Regions from separate parts of the Gasterosteus aculeatus genome. Here region 2 is linked to region 1. Evidence: chromatin contacts called from public Hi-C data. All regions are on one chromosome and are shown on one strand. The core of a region is the stretch at or near the end of the contact, and the rest is flanking DNA. Distances in the headings are between cores, read along the strand shown.

Region 1 (6,695 bases), core at 618-3,117:
ACATAGCCGTCTTCTAATAAGTGCCTGGCTTTTGTTCCCTTGTCATGAGGCTGCTCAGATCATTCCCATTGGAAGGCAGGACCCAGCAGCCCATTCAGGCTAATTGTACCAGGAGGGCCAATGGGAGAACATGGGATTGTGTGTTTGTGTGTGTGTTTAAGATATCCCATTTTGGTGTGGTATTTGTAATGGTTTACATTTGTAGAAGTTTGTGTTAAAGACGCAGGTCTCACAGCGCTGACAGACAACTGGAGGATTCTGTCAAGCAGATGATTTTAGGGAGAGAGAGAGAGGAAAGGGTGTTCTCTTTGGACTTCTGAGAATTAGTTAGATACACATTCTTAGAGGAAGGGATAAATGGCCAATTGAGGGACTTTGTCCGTATTTAAAAGAGGGCTTTATACATTGCAGTATTGAATGTGAGCACAGCTTTAGTGATGAAATTGGATTCAGAGGTTCTTTTTATCCCCTTGACAACACATGGGGGTAATTTAAGGACTTTCTCTTCATTTTGCGTTTTTTTTTAAATTGCATCGGGCTAAAACCCGGCGGAGTGAATTACAGTGTGATAACATGATGGTGAATGATGAGCGAACCGGATCCAATTGGTTCATGGATTGTATTTCAAAACTGTTGATGCTTCCATCTCATTCATCTCTGCTCCTTCTTCATATCAACGTTAGCAACATGATTGAAATTTTATCTATGGATGAGAGTGATCCCACGCCATTAACACACCTGCCCCCCTGGGCTCCCCGTTACATATAGTCAAACGGCGACCGGGGTTCATCGAGGGGTCGGTTTGGGAACGTGCCATGAATTATTGATTATTACCTGATTCGGCAAAGCTGATGATCTCCGAGTTCTCCGCTTGCACCTCGTTGTTGTACGCAGCTTGTCCGTCAAAACTGGGGATCTCCACCCGGCCGTCCTCGCGCAATTTCCCGGCGTGCAACCTCCTGAGCGCCGTCACCATCGACGCCTTGGGGATGGGGTGAGTGATGTTGGGTCTGTCCCTCATCTGTAGCCGGTTCAGTATGTGCCTCTTCACCGCCTCCAGAAAGTCTATGTTCACCCGCTCCGACTGATCCGGCGCCCTGAGGCCGCAGGACGCGCACGACTCCTGGGGCGAGCTCTGCGTCTCGGTAACGGCCACCGAGCTGCAGCGCACGGAGAGAACGAACGCCACTAAACAGGACAACGCCACGCTGTATATGCTCATTTTTTAAAAATATTAAAATCGCAGTCCAAAAACTATGGAGGAAACAGCAAATGTGTCACATACACACACACTTAAAGATCATGTCAATGTACACATGTGAAAGTTCCGCAGAGAACATCCCCTTGTGCTCCAAAAGTGAGAAATCCACAGGAGCCAATAAAATCGTTAAATCCAAACAGACAAAAGCGGCTGAAATCGTGAGGCTAATTGCCTCGAGTCATTGTGCATTGAGGTTGTTATCCAGCGACGCGTCTTTTCTCTGCGCTAAATAAAAAGTTAATCTCTCTGATTGACAGGCGCACTCCGACGCTTGGATCGTTGACGCGTTTCTGTCGCACCACGTTGTCTTCAGACTGAGCGTGATGTACCAAAACAAAGCAGCGCTGCGCTGCGCCGATGCGTCTAAATGATAAAAGCCCCTCTGCGTCCAAAGGCGCGCGGTCCGCTCGTACCCATTCACAGAACGCGCGGCGACTGCACTTTGTACGGCCGAAGCCCCGCAGAGAATAAGAGCGCTCCTCGGTCCTTTGTGTGCGCCCTGGCTACGCTCCGTTACGCACAGCTGTGGATAACCAGCTCGGTGTGCGTCCTTGCGAGATGCGGCTCACTGAGACCCTTTTCTCCCTTTGCAATCACGACAACAGGGGCTCAGCGCACCCAAAGTTTTTATACAGGAGTTGAAACCACGTGGGGATTTCCACCAACTGGACGCCAGGCGACGGATTATTAGGCTACTACGCCTCCACAGCCAGGACTCTGTTGCGCAGGCCTCCGAGAGGTGGCTTATTTTTGGACTTTTAATAAGTTCATAGGAGTTTTTGATCAACAAAACAGACAGAAACATAATGTGGGAATCCGACTTTGAGAGTCTTGGGAGAACAAGTTCAGTTTGGGTTCTGTGCGCAGTCCAGCACGGGGAGACTAGAAGTCTTTATTTTCATAATGGTCTTAAATAAATCCATTCTTAGTGCCATTTACTCCCGGATCTACAAATATTGAAATATATACAAATCTCTCTGAATCCGCTATATATCCAGGTTTTGGAAATGTTAATATTGTTAAGATAATTGTTCAAATAAAGTGAATCAATATAATGAAAACAACGAAAATATGTATTAAACAAACAAATACATTGTATGAAGGAACATATAAATACATTGAAACTTTAGTGTAGCAAGTTAATGTCCACTTATAATCATGATTAGTAAATAAATAACGCCATCTACGGGTATAAACCACTCATTACATACTTCAGAGGCGGAGTGCAATGGATGGATGGATGAATGGATGGATGGATGGATAGATGGGTAGATGGATAGATGGATGGATAGATGGATGAATAGATGGGTAGATGGATGGATGGGTAGATGGATGGATGGCTAGATGGATGGGTGGATGGGTAGATGGATGGAGAGATGGGTAGATGGATGGATGAATGGATGGATGGATAGATGGGTAGATGGATGGATGAATGGATAGATGGATGGATGGATAGATGGGTACATGGATGGATGATAGATGGATGGGTAGATGGATGAATAGATGGGTAGATGGATGGATAGATGGATGGGTAGATGGATGGATAGATAAATGGATGGGTGGATGGATGAATGGATAGATGGATGGGTAGATGGATGGATAGATGGATGGATGATAGATGGATGGATGGATTAATGGATGGGTAGATGGATGGCTGGCTAGATGGATGGATGGATAGATGGGTAGATGGATGGATAGATGGATGGGTGGATGGATGGATAGATGGGTAGATGGATGATAGATGGATGGCTGGGTGGATGGATGGATGGATGGATAGATGAATGGATGGATCTATGGGTGGATGGGTGGATAGATGGATGAATAGATGGGTAGATGGATGGATAGATGAATGGATGGATGGGTAGATGGATGGATGATAGATGGATGGGTAGATGGATGGATAGATGGGTAGATGGATGGATGAATGGATGGATAGATGGGTAGATGGGTGGATGCATGGATAGATGGATGGATGGATAGATGGGTACATGGATGGATAGATGAATGGATGGATGGGTAGATGGATGGATGATAGATGGATGGGTAGATGGATGAATGGATAGATGGATGGATCGATGGGTAGATGGGTAGATGGATGGATAGATGAATGGATGGATGGGTAGATGGATGGATGATAGATGGATGGGTAGATGGATGGATGGATAGATGGGTGGATGGATGGGTAGATGGATGGATAGATGGATGGATAGATGGATGGGTAGATGGATGGATGGGTGGATGGATAGATGGGTGGATGGATAGATGGATGATATAGATAGAAAGAGAAATCAACCATCTGGGGGTAGTAATGCAGGTCAATAACCCGGATCCAGCGAGGTGGCTGACTCACCACGTCTGGCGCCTGCCATCAGAAGGATGCCGGGTTCACAGTTTATTTAGACGGGACTTTGGTTATTCCAAACTGTTATTCTTTCTTTGCACATACATAAGGGGACATGATCCTTCGTGTGGCAACATTTGCTGCCAAGAAGTTAGTTTTTTATTGTCAACAAATCAAAAGCTAAAAAAATTGCCTGGTTTGTTTGGATTTTTTGTTTTGTAAAAGAAAATCAATCTCACGGGTTTTTAAACAAGATTGAGAATCACAATTCTGTATTTCCTAGGAAAAAGCAAAAGCTTGAGATGAAATCCCAGCCGGCCTTTGCTCCCTTTAATTGCAAGTCTGGATTGTTTTCTCTAAATTGACTTGTGGCTCTGGGGGGGTCTTCACTCGCTGAGCTCTGACGCCACCGTGTGGAGTTCAGCTCCGTGGGAGGAAGCCAGAGAACCCGGAGAGAACCCACACAGACAACATGCAGACTCCACACAGAAAGGCCAGTGGAACCCAGGACCTTCTTGGTGTGAGGAGACAGTGCTAACCACCACACAGTTCAGCCCCGTAGCAGTTTAATTGAAATATAGATGACAGACGGAATGAGCGGTCTGTCATGGAACTGGAGGACGACGAGTTTTTATTGATAATCCTGGATTTTACATTTCTATGTTTATCTCTTTCACATTGGCACTAAGAAATAACGTCAGTGTTCATAACGAATGCAGTAATTCAATAATATTTTTTGATGCCATTTTTTGATAATTTCTTGTATTTCAAAAAAGGAAAAGTATACATGTACAACATCAACAAAAGCAAGAGTATTCTAAAAAATAGTGGTTCTTCTTATACACAAAATGCCAGTAAACCAACACTGGTGTTATCTGTTCTCTCTCTTAGATGTTTGTAACATTTGCTCTTCTTCGGCTCTCAGCAGTCAGTCAGAGTCATTTGCCAGATGGAGATGGGGCTGTGTCTGGTGCAGGGTCTCCCCCCCAGGACCAGCAGCAGATCGGGCAGGTGCTGGGCCACGTCTTCATCCTCCTCGTCCAGCAGCTCCTCCTCTGTGGGGCTCCACTGGGTCCTGAAAGCCTTGTTCTCAAAGGTGAGACAGCTTCCAGTCCGTCCCTCAGTGCAGTGGTCCAGACTGGAGGATTGAGCGAGTGTTTGACTTGCGTAGCATCGGTCTGCGCTGAAGGTCTCCAGCTCGATGGCCCCCTCTGAGCCCAGGAAGGTGAGCGGGGCAGGGAAGCACCTGTTCTTGAAGGGCCTCAGTTTCCCTCCCAGCAGCCCCGGTTGGAGTTCAGAGCTGTAGCCGGGGATGCTGGTGTCAGACTTGTAGCTGGGACCCAGCCCAGCACAGCAGTGGTGGATCTTGTCTGGGGGGTTGGAGCCAGGCAGTGTGGCAACCTGCCCCCAGCTCTGCGTGCTGAAGCTGTACCTCCACAGGCTGTTCTTTGGAGAGCTCTGGCTCTCGCCTCCCCCAAACACAAGCATACTGTCCTTGTAGGGCACGGCCGAGTGTCCCATCAGCCTGCAGGGACCGGACCTAAGGAGACAGCCAGAGGGCGTATCAGCAGGAAGGAACATGAACAACATCCATTGATTGTTGCTTTCAAGATACATCCGGCACTAACATTTGCTTGGAATTTGGCTTGGTGATTTGTGCATAATTATCACCACAATGCAAGAAGCTATGGGGGCCTGGATGCAACGATCCCAGGAGTTAATATCAAACTACGGTAGGCAGCACCCAACAAGGACTGACTGGCCGATGAAATCCTCACTTGTTTTTCAGAGCGCTCCATGAGTGGCTGGTGGAATTCCACTTCCACAAGTCCCTCTGCTCCCGCAAGCCTTTCAAGCCCCCAAACAGGTACATGCAGCTGTGGTTGGCTACAGCTGAGTGACTGTGTCTGGGGCCTGGGCCTAATGAGCCCTGCTGGGAACCAATCACCAGGGACCAAGCCATGGTATCTGTTGGGCAAAACAACACACACACACACACACAAACACACACACACAGGTACCAACAGTGAATGCACATACAGGATACAGTGTGTGTTGTGTGTTCACAGAATGACACTGAACAAACAGCCAGTAGAGTTCTCTTCACTAATGCTTTGAAGAGGTTAATTCCACTTGTTATTATCTGTACAATAAACTACGTATATCATGTGTGTGTATATATTATCGCGCTTCAGTTACCCCCCAGCTAGAATAACCCCCTGGAGTGCATGTGGGCCTCGGGGATGACGCTGCTGCACTACATCGGACCTCATTTAGAAACAGGAGCACTGACATGCTGCTGGTGTGTAGCTTGGCAAGATGCTGCTACACGAGCAGCATCACTACACTGTTTCTCCAATTTGGGTTTCCATGGGGAGAAGAGCTACTTTAAACTGACCCAAGTCCATACTCCAGAAGTCCTGCGAGGATCCTTTCATGTCTACAAAGCCACCGTACACCAGCATGGCAGAGCCGACCACTACGGCACTGTGGGCTTTTCTGTTGGTCGGTATTTCGGTCTGGACAAAGAAACACAAGCCGATATAGGATGAGCGTTAACAAACATGTCATCACTTCCTGATCATGTGTGATGAGCTTGTGTACCAGTTCACTAAGCACACAGCTCCATACGGAGTCTCTCTGTACCTGGTGGGGGCTCGTCTTCCCCTGGCAGTGCACCCACTTCTGCTTTGCTGAAACAAACATAAATTAGAAGAAGAACTACAGTTTAGTGTCTTTCAGAGAGCCGAGTGACGTGTGGAGACAGGTCAGCTTAAACCCAAAACAGAAGAAAACCTTTGCATGCTTTGTGAACAGTTGTAATTGGTGCAAACAAAAGTAAAAGTAAGTGGAAAGGTCATACAAAGACCAAAAAATGGGACCTCTGTGCCTTCCAAATATATGTGATCTTTTCATTGTAAGGCAAGAAACTAGAAGATAATGCTTCATTTACATTTTTATACACACTGCTTACAATAATGTTTCTGATGTATGTTATTAACTGGGTAAGTCACATATTTAACCTCAATGGCATGCGTGTCCTTGGTGTGTAGTGAGTCTTATCATGCCTCTTTAAAGGCTGTAGCTCCTACA
Region 2 (6,963 bases), core at 3,917-6,416, 82 kb before region 1:
TCCATTTAGCCCGACTCGCTGTTTTCAGGAGGACAGCAAACTGGCCAACACATGTCCAGATAAGAGATTAGCATATACAGAAATGACATTTTAGTTAGTAGTGAAAACGTACAATAGTTCAAGTGATTCTCACGTCTTTTAGCTAGAGTCCACATCGAGTCATCGAGTTTTGCTTATAGTTAGGGCTGGCTCAGGTTAGTCCGGACCAGCCCTTAGTTAAGCTGCTATAGGCTTAGACTGCCGGGGGACTTCTTAGGACACACCGAGCTCCTCTCTCACGCTCTCGTTCTACCATAATTCACGTTTTATTAATGCACATGACTAATTCAGCTTCTTTCCGGGAGTTTTTTGTGCTTTCTCCCCTATCAGGTCTCCGTAGATCGTAGTTCCTTCTGGACCCTGGTCCTGACACCTGCTGCTGCCATCATCATCATCATCATTATTATTTTAAATATTGTTAAATAATTAAATATCCCTCCCCACAGGCTTCTGTGGATGGAGGTTCTATCTGATGGTGGTGGTCCCTGCAGTGTTCCTGCCGTGCGCCTGGCTTGCTACTGTTATAGGAAGTGAATGTATTGTATCGGGAGTGGGATCCCTCCTCTGACGTCCTCCATAATGTTCCTTCCCTTTTTTCTCTCTTGGAAGGGTTTTTTCATTTTTTGGGGAGTTTTCCTGTGCCGATGGTGGGTTTCGGGACAGAGGATGTTGTATGTGTGCAGACTGTAAAGCCCTCTGAGGCAAATTTGTAATTTTGGGCTATACAAAATGAAATTAATTGAATTGAAATTGAATGAAAGTCTCAAGTCTTTGAGCTAGAGTCCGAGTCAAGTGTCAAGAACCTTCTGGTTGTAATGAGGATCTGCATAGAACACTGCATGCACGGCATTATTACTCTGTTCGTAAACAGTGTCAGCTTTGAAAATAATACGGAAGAAAATTACTTTTTATTTGCAATTACTTTTAAACAGCTATTGAAATGAAATATATCAGTCAATAAATGAATATAGATTAACTTCAATCAGAGTAGAAATAAAATGATTACACATCCTTCTTGATCTTAAACAAAGAGATATCTATGAGTTCAAGTCTTGTCACTGCATGTGTGCCGATGTATGTGTGACTTTGGTCCAAGTCCTCACATCTGCTACTTCTCACAGTGCAGGTTTGGGCTTTTAGTGTGGACACAAGCTGAAAGCAGTTCAATCAAAGTGTCATCTTTCTTTCTCAAAAGTTTGATTTTTTATTTATTTAAAGGAGTTTTAGAGGCATAAAGAAGTGAAAGTCGTCAGTTGTTCACCAAAATGAGGGCAAAGTATCCATCCAAGTATTATGCTGTCTACTTTATTATTTTTCAATCCCCAGATAAGACACAGCACATATTATAGTATAGTACTGGATTTGAAGTCGTATTTAAGATAAATCTTCCAGTGCCACACCATAGTACAGATGATTTATTGGAAAATGCTGCCTTCTAGTGATCACTTTGTAATATTACATGTTTTTCGTCTAATGCTCAATTCTTAAAAAGTTGCTACTGTTATAACCAACTATATTTATAGAACGGGGTTTATAGCCCAAACACACACACACACACACACACACACACACACACACACACACACACACACACACACACACACACACACACACACACACACCTCTTTGAACTTATTTATCCTAACTAAACTCCCTCTTTGGACTGAATAAATGTGGGGCCTTTCGACCCGCCCCCAGGAGATGCAAGAGAAGATGGAAGGATGCGACACGAGCAAAGAGTCCAGGCAACAGGCCAGCAACCAAACAAGAAATGAGAAGAGCCGGTTGTGTTTGAGGACCGAGTCCTGTTCATCTGGTGGCTTTAATGTGTGTCTGTGGTTTGGAGCGGTGAACCCGGTGCAGGACCTTTGATGCTGATAGTTACGTATGATATGCGCTGGAGGGACATCCCCCTTTGCCAAACGTTGGGATGTCAGTAGAAAAATACTTTTTATGCAGCAAACATGTAACACTAAATGAATGAATGAATGATGTATGCCGTATGTATTTCTTTTTGTCACATCACAGTGCAACGCAATCTATTATACCAGCAGCACCAGTGTTGCTTTCACAAAGATACCAGGGCTCAGTTTTCAGAAAGGTCTTGATATAATTGTATTACTGAGGTTGTGGTATCGGTCTCCATTACACTGACAAGTCTTTCTAGTATTATTTCATGTAAATGTTGAAGGGAACATTACAGCAAGATCCCTCAGAAATGTAAAAGCACTGAACAAAAGAAAATGTTTTACACTCTTTCTGGTACAAGAATTCTGTATATGAGCCTGTTTTATAAAGTTATGGATAGTGTCAAATTATTGGTGTCAAATGATTTGGTAAATATGATTATATAATATATATATATATATAACATTAACACTACACTTTTCAAAATTGGGAAAACTAATTTCTAATTGATTCTGTTGGACTGATTCGGGTTCGGTCTGATTAGTGGTCGACTCAAAATGTATCCCAGTGTTCCCAGTCTGAATCCAGTGTGAACACTGGGACCCCTCCACCACAGCAGTGAGAGTGGGAATGAGCGTGTACGGTAGGCGCCCAGCGAGACATTTCCAGCCCACTCAAAGCCTCCTTCACAAAGGAGCGTCCGCCCGGAGGTACGAAGGCTACAAACAGCCCATAAAGTCAATGGAACCGTCCCGCTGGCCATTTCCTTGCCTCGGGTGGTAAATCACAGCGTTTGTCACAGGGAAGGTTTATGTTGTTTGTGCACAATCTGCCACCACTTCAAAGCTGTGGGAGGGGACCCAAACAGGGGGAAGGGAGGGAGGGAGGAGGGTGTTGTCCCCTTTCAGTGACTCATGGTCAACCTCAAAGGATCCGGACTATAACATCCGGTCCAAGCACTTTGTTGGCTAAACGGGGAGAAGTGGTCAAAAAGTTGCCGTTGTTCAAAGTTTAAGGATCCAGCAGGTGGGGTTGAGTCATTTTTTAAGGAAAAGACTTCAGATGTCATCTGAGACTAATTTGACTTTCGTCCACACAAAGAACTTCAAGGCTGCTCCTCGGGTATGACTCCGTCTGGGACTTTCCTCTTGTCCTCAGAGGCCTGCTAGAACTTAGTTCTGGTGACCTCAGGCCCAGACTGCTGACCGCAGATGGCTGCAGATACAGTCCGGGTCCTGCTGTCCTCACCGCAGAAGTCCCAGCCGGCAGAGGGAGCGCCCTGTCCTCTGACTCACGGCCCAGTCTGGCTTTCCTCTGCCACGGTGGCGTGCAGCGCTGAGGCCTATGGGCGAGCACCCGACCACTAATCACACACTGACGTTCTCTCTCAGGGGAGGAATCAGTCGGGGAGTTATGTGAGGTCTCCAGAGGATCCAGTTAAAAGTTCCCCCACTGATACCGTAAAGGAAGAGCTACAAAATCACACGCAAGAGGTTTACAGCTGCAGCCACTGTTTTCTTTTATAGATGTAATAAATGTGCTTTTACTGTTTGTGCTGCGTCGAGATTCTCGCCAAGGAGCCGTGTTCAGGTGTTGGGTGGACTGCCGTTAGTGAACACTAGGAGGAACCAGTGACCTGCTTTTAGCCTTTTTTTAACTTTTAAGATTGAGCTTCTTATCTGCTCTTGGTTTGATTAGTTAGTGGCAAATATCTACTTGTTTTCAACAGTGAGGGCGGGAAGAAATTCTAATTTTGGAGGACAGGCATTACAAATATTCTTTCTAAATGAGTGAAGCCACAATTACTTATTAGACAGTCATATAATAATGAAACTTCAAATTGATTTGAGTGACATTGGTACTTCGGTGTTACCGGGTGTTCATGGTAACATCACTGGACGGCAGCGAGACGTCTGCTCACAAGACTTGTGGCCTCATCGGTCAGAAAGTCATCAGAGAGGAGCAGACACGCATGAAGGTAGGGTCGGGGAAGGGCTGAAAGCTCAGGTAACAGTAACACACTCCCAAATCATGTTGCCTCAGGGTTTGACATTGTCATCTGCAACCACAGCTGTTAAACCGCACATCGGACCCGAGGCGCCGGGACACAGAATTTACATTATCATCACACGGTGTGTGAATTGGAAGGGCTGGATTACTCTACACATTGGACCCTGATCTACTGTCTGTGGTGGAAGTATGCACAACGCACGGTGCACACGCCACACGGAAGCTTTGTTTTATTTTGCCTGGTCCCCCTGAATGGAACCCGCATGTTGCTAGTAATACGACCTTATGTATGTTGGGTCTATTGTCCTTTGAGAGATCATCACGTTCACACCTCTCTATGATCCTCCCTAAGAAAATGTCCCCAAACCCCCGAAAAACATCACAAAGGGAACAAAAAGGAGACGTCCGTAATCAAAACGACAACAAAACTAAAGTGGACCATAAAAAAATAGACATGGATAAAAAACTAGGAGACCAGCAATGAGATGCAAAATGAAACGCTGATGGGAAGAACTGGAATATTTCGTAACAAATGCAAAGATGCAGTTTGAGTGATCTGGGATGCAAAGGGGCTAAAGATAGATGTACACACAAATCAAACAGCTAAAATGTCAATGAATACATTACCATTCAAATTGTTGCCCTAAAATATTCTGCTACACTTTGGTGAACCAGCCTCATTAATCACGTCCTCAGGGAAACAAATATACAATAAATGTATGGGCCTGCATTCATTTGGAAACCGGGCCAACATGTGCACACAAACATCAAACCAGCAAACCCCAAAAACCGAGAGCACACAGTCCTCAAGATCCTCTGAGAAATCCTCCCCTGTGGGATGAAAACTATCTGCATTCATAACCACCTCCACCAACTACAGTGAAAAAGAATCTTAGAGCAAAACAAATCCAATTAAAGATGGTATTTTTAACCTTCTTTTACAAAATTAATTGAATATCGAGGAAGAGAAAATGAACACAATCATTGTTGATTAAAACCGCCACAAATGGAGCCTTGCCCTGGCACTATGTGAAACACCTCGCGGCGATCTCCAGCGATCTGAAGCGCTGATACTAACAAGGCAGAGTTAGACACACATCTTCACCGAAGGCCCTTCTGGTGACATCCGCTCAGCTTGCGGTGGCTCTCCTTAATGCAGGACAGCACCCTGGTTGGTCTGACGTACAACACACATCCTGTTGTTCTCTGCCAAGAACAGCCTGACGGAAATTAGGCCCACCGCCTTGGCATGTTGACACAGTTCCACTATCAGCTGACTGGCCCTCGAGGCGTTCTGCAAGAGTTAGCGATTCAGCGCTCATCTCTCCGCGGCCTTGCGGGACCTCTGACGGTGATCGTCACCTTCAATGCACCTCTTCAGGTGACACCAGAGAGAACGCTCTGGCCGTCGTTGCTTCACTGTCTCCAAACCCACCAAGCCGTTGACCTTTGCAGCACCTCTCGTGGCCTGTCTCGCATTTGGGGACATGCCACAGCGGAGACGTGAGACGTGGAGGGGAGGGGCATGCGTTGGAGCCCCACTCCCAGCTGCTGATGGCAAGATAAAACCCAGCGGCCGCGTGCGTCACTCTCTTGTCGTGGTACTTTGAATACTATCAGCGCTCTTTCAAGAGCGGTTTGAGGAACCCCAGGGGGATCACTCCAAGATATGCAGGCCAGATCTAGATACAGGAGAAGAAAAGGACAGCAGATGAGGGGGAAGGAATGAGCTCTCCCTCATCTTTCAATCTGCCTCCCACGTGGCCTGCGCTCAGTTTACCTTTTTTGTAACTATCTCACTACCCTGTGACTCCTCCGCCTAGCCATCCTTCGTTCCGCTTCAATGATCTGTACATGGCAAACACAGTCCTTTCAGGCCTGCCACTAATTATGCTTTTCATTCACCAAGATTGTTTTTTTTAATCGATCTATATTAAAACAGTAATTCAGAAGTCAGAAGTCCTGAAACCATGGGGTTTGGGACACAGACCTTGTTTCCATGCACCACGTGCAGGTCCAATCCCTCTAGTCTCTTCAACAAAGATAAACTTTTCCAAAAAATATAAAACGTTGCCATATTGAAAATCATCAAAATATGTTTCCAAAAAATCCAAAGACAAATCTAAAACCCAACGCCTCTCGTTTTCCAATGAGACAAAACAGAGAAATCTAGCATGTGACCACATCTGAGAAGTTAAATCCCACACTTATTTGATGGAAAAATTGCTGATCAATAATTTTTTCTCTTACTCGCTGTCCGCTGTGAATATATCAGTAGTCACACCGCAAAAGTACGGCCTACGGTGATTGTCTTGTGAGAAAAACCTTTATGCAAAGGTAGTTGTCATATATTCTAATGAGCCTACAGGAAGGGCAGCCAAATCTTATCGGCATGTTTTTCTGATGCAGTGTGTCTTATTTCAAAGGTTTCAAAATGGGATTTTTAAACCATCCCTTTTAATAAACAACATACTAATTTTCAAAATTGACCCCAAAAATAGACTAATTCTAAAAAAACATCCCTATAAATATCACATTTCAAATTGATTATATGTCTGATATGGATCTGATAACTGTAGCTGTCATATGAATATAGTGCAGGTTAACAACAATATTTACCACTGAAATGGTACTTAGATGAGCGTAAAATGGAAGATATACTGTCTGAATTGTACATTGCCTCAATAAATGTATCCAGCTACGTCCTACCTCTGTTCCCAGCTGTCGTTTATGTTTATGATTTGCATACAGCAGTAAACCACCTGAACTTCATCTGAGAGCCTTCACACACCTGTCGTACTGGTGTTGCCTCAACACTCTGCAGATGTATGAGATCAAGGCCATTTTTTTTTGACAGGCCCTCCTCCCTCTGTTTTTTTATTATAGTCCGCCTGCGGTGTATTACGCAGTAACCTAGATGATTGGCCGGCTCGATGCCCTCCCCACATGACCAAACCGTCTGGGAACCTTGGGCGTCGAGACAGACACGGAAGCTGGACTTGGACT

What was found. Hi-C and Micro-C count contacts between places; a contact is called where the count stands out from the background.
Region 2: a contact with region 1 is called in a Hi-C map of whole body, with 7 times the contacts expected there. The contact joins the enhancer-like site here to the promoter of inhbb in region 1. A contact is called at or near these places in 4 of 6 Hi-C or Micro-C datasets (liver, skeletal muscle, tail fin and 1 more).

The regions. Positions count from the first base shown.
Region 1 is chr16:1,834,219-1,840,913 of fGasAcu3.hap1.1, reverse strand. It overlaps inhbb (inhibin subunit beta B), which reads right to left and starts at 1,867. Exons shown (of 2, transcript XM_078090635.1): 1 at 835-1,867. The coding sequence starts at 1,222. It overlaps klhdc3l (kelch domain containing 3-like), which reads right to left. Exons shown (of 8, transcript XM_078090633.1): 5 at 6,249-6,295; 6 at 6,001-6,121; 7 at 5,381-5,570; 8 at 4,217-5,142. The coding sequence ends at 4,524.
Region 2 is chr16:1,919,309-1,926,271 of fGasAcu3.hap1.1, reverse strand. No RefSeq gene overlaps it. Among protein-coding and RNA genes, the nearest start is that of gli2a, 8.0 kb to the left of the region's middle. Within about 2 kb of position 5,166, at least 1 of the 9 cell types and tissues checked has open chromatin away from gene starts, as enhancers often do.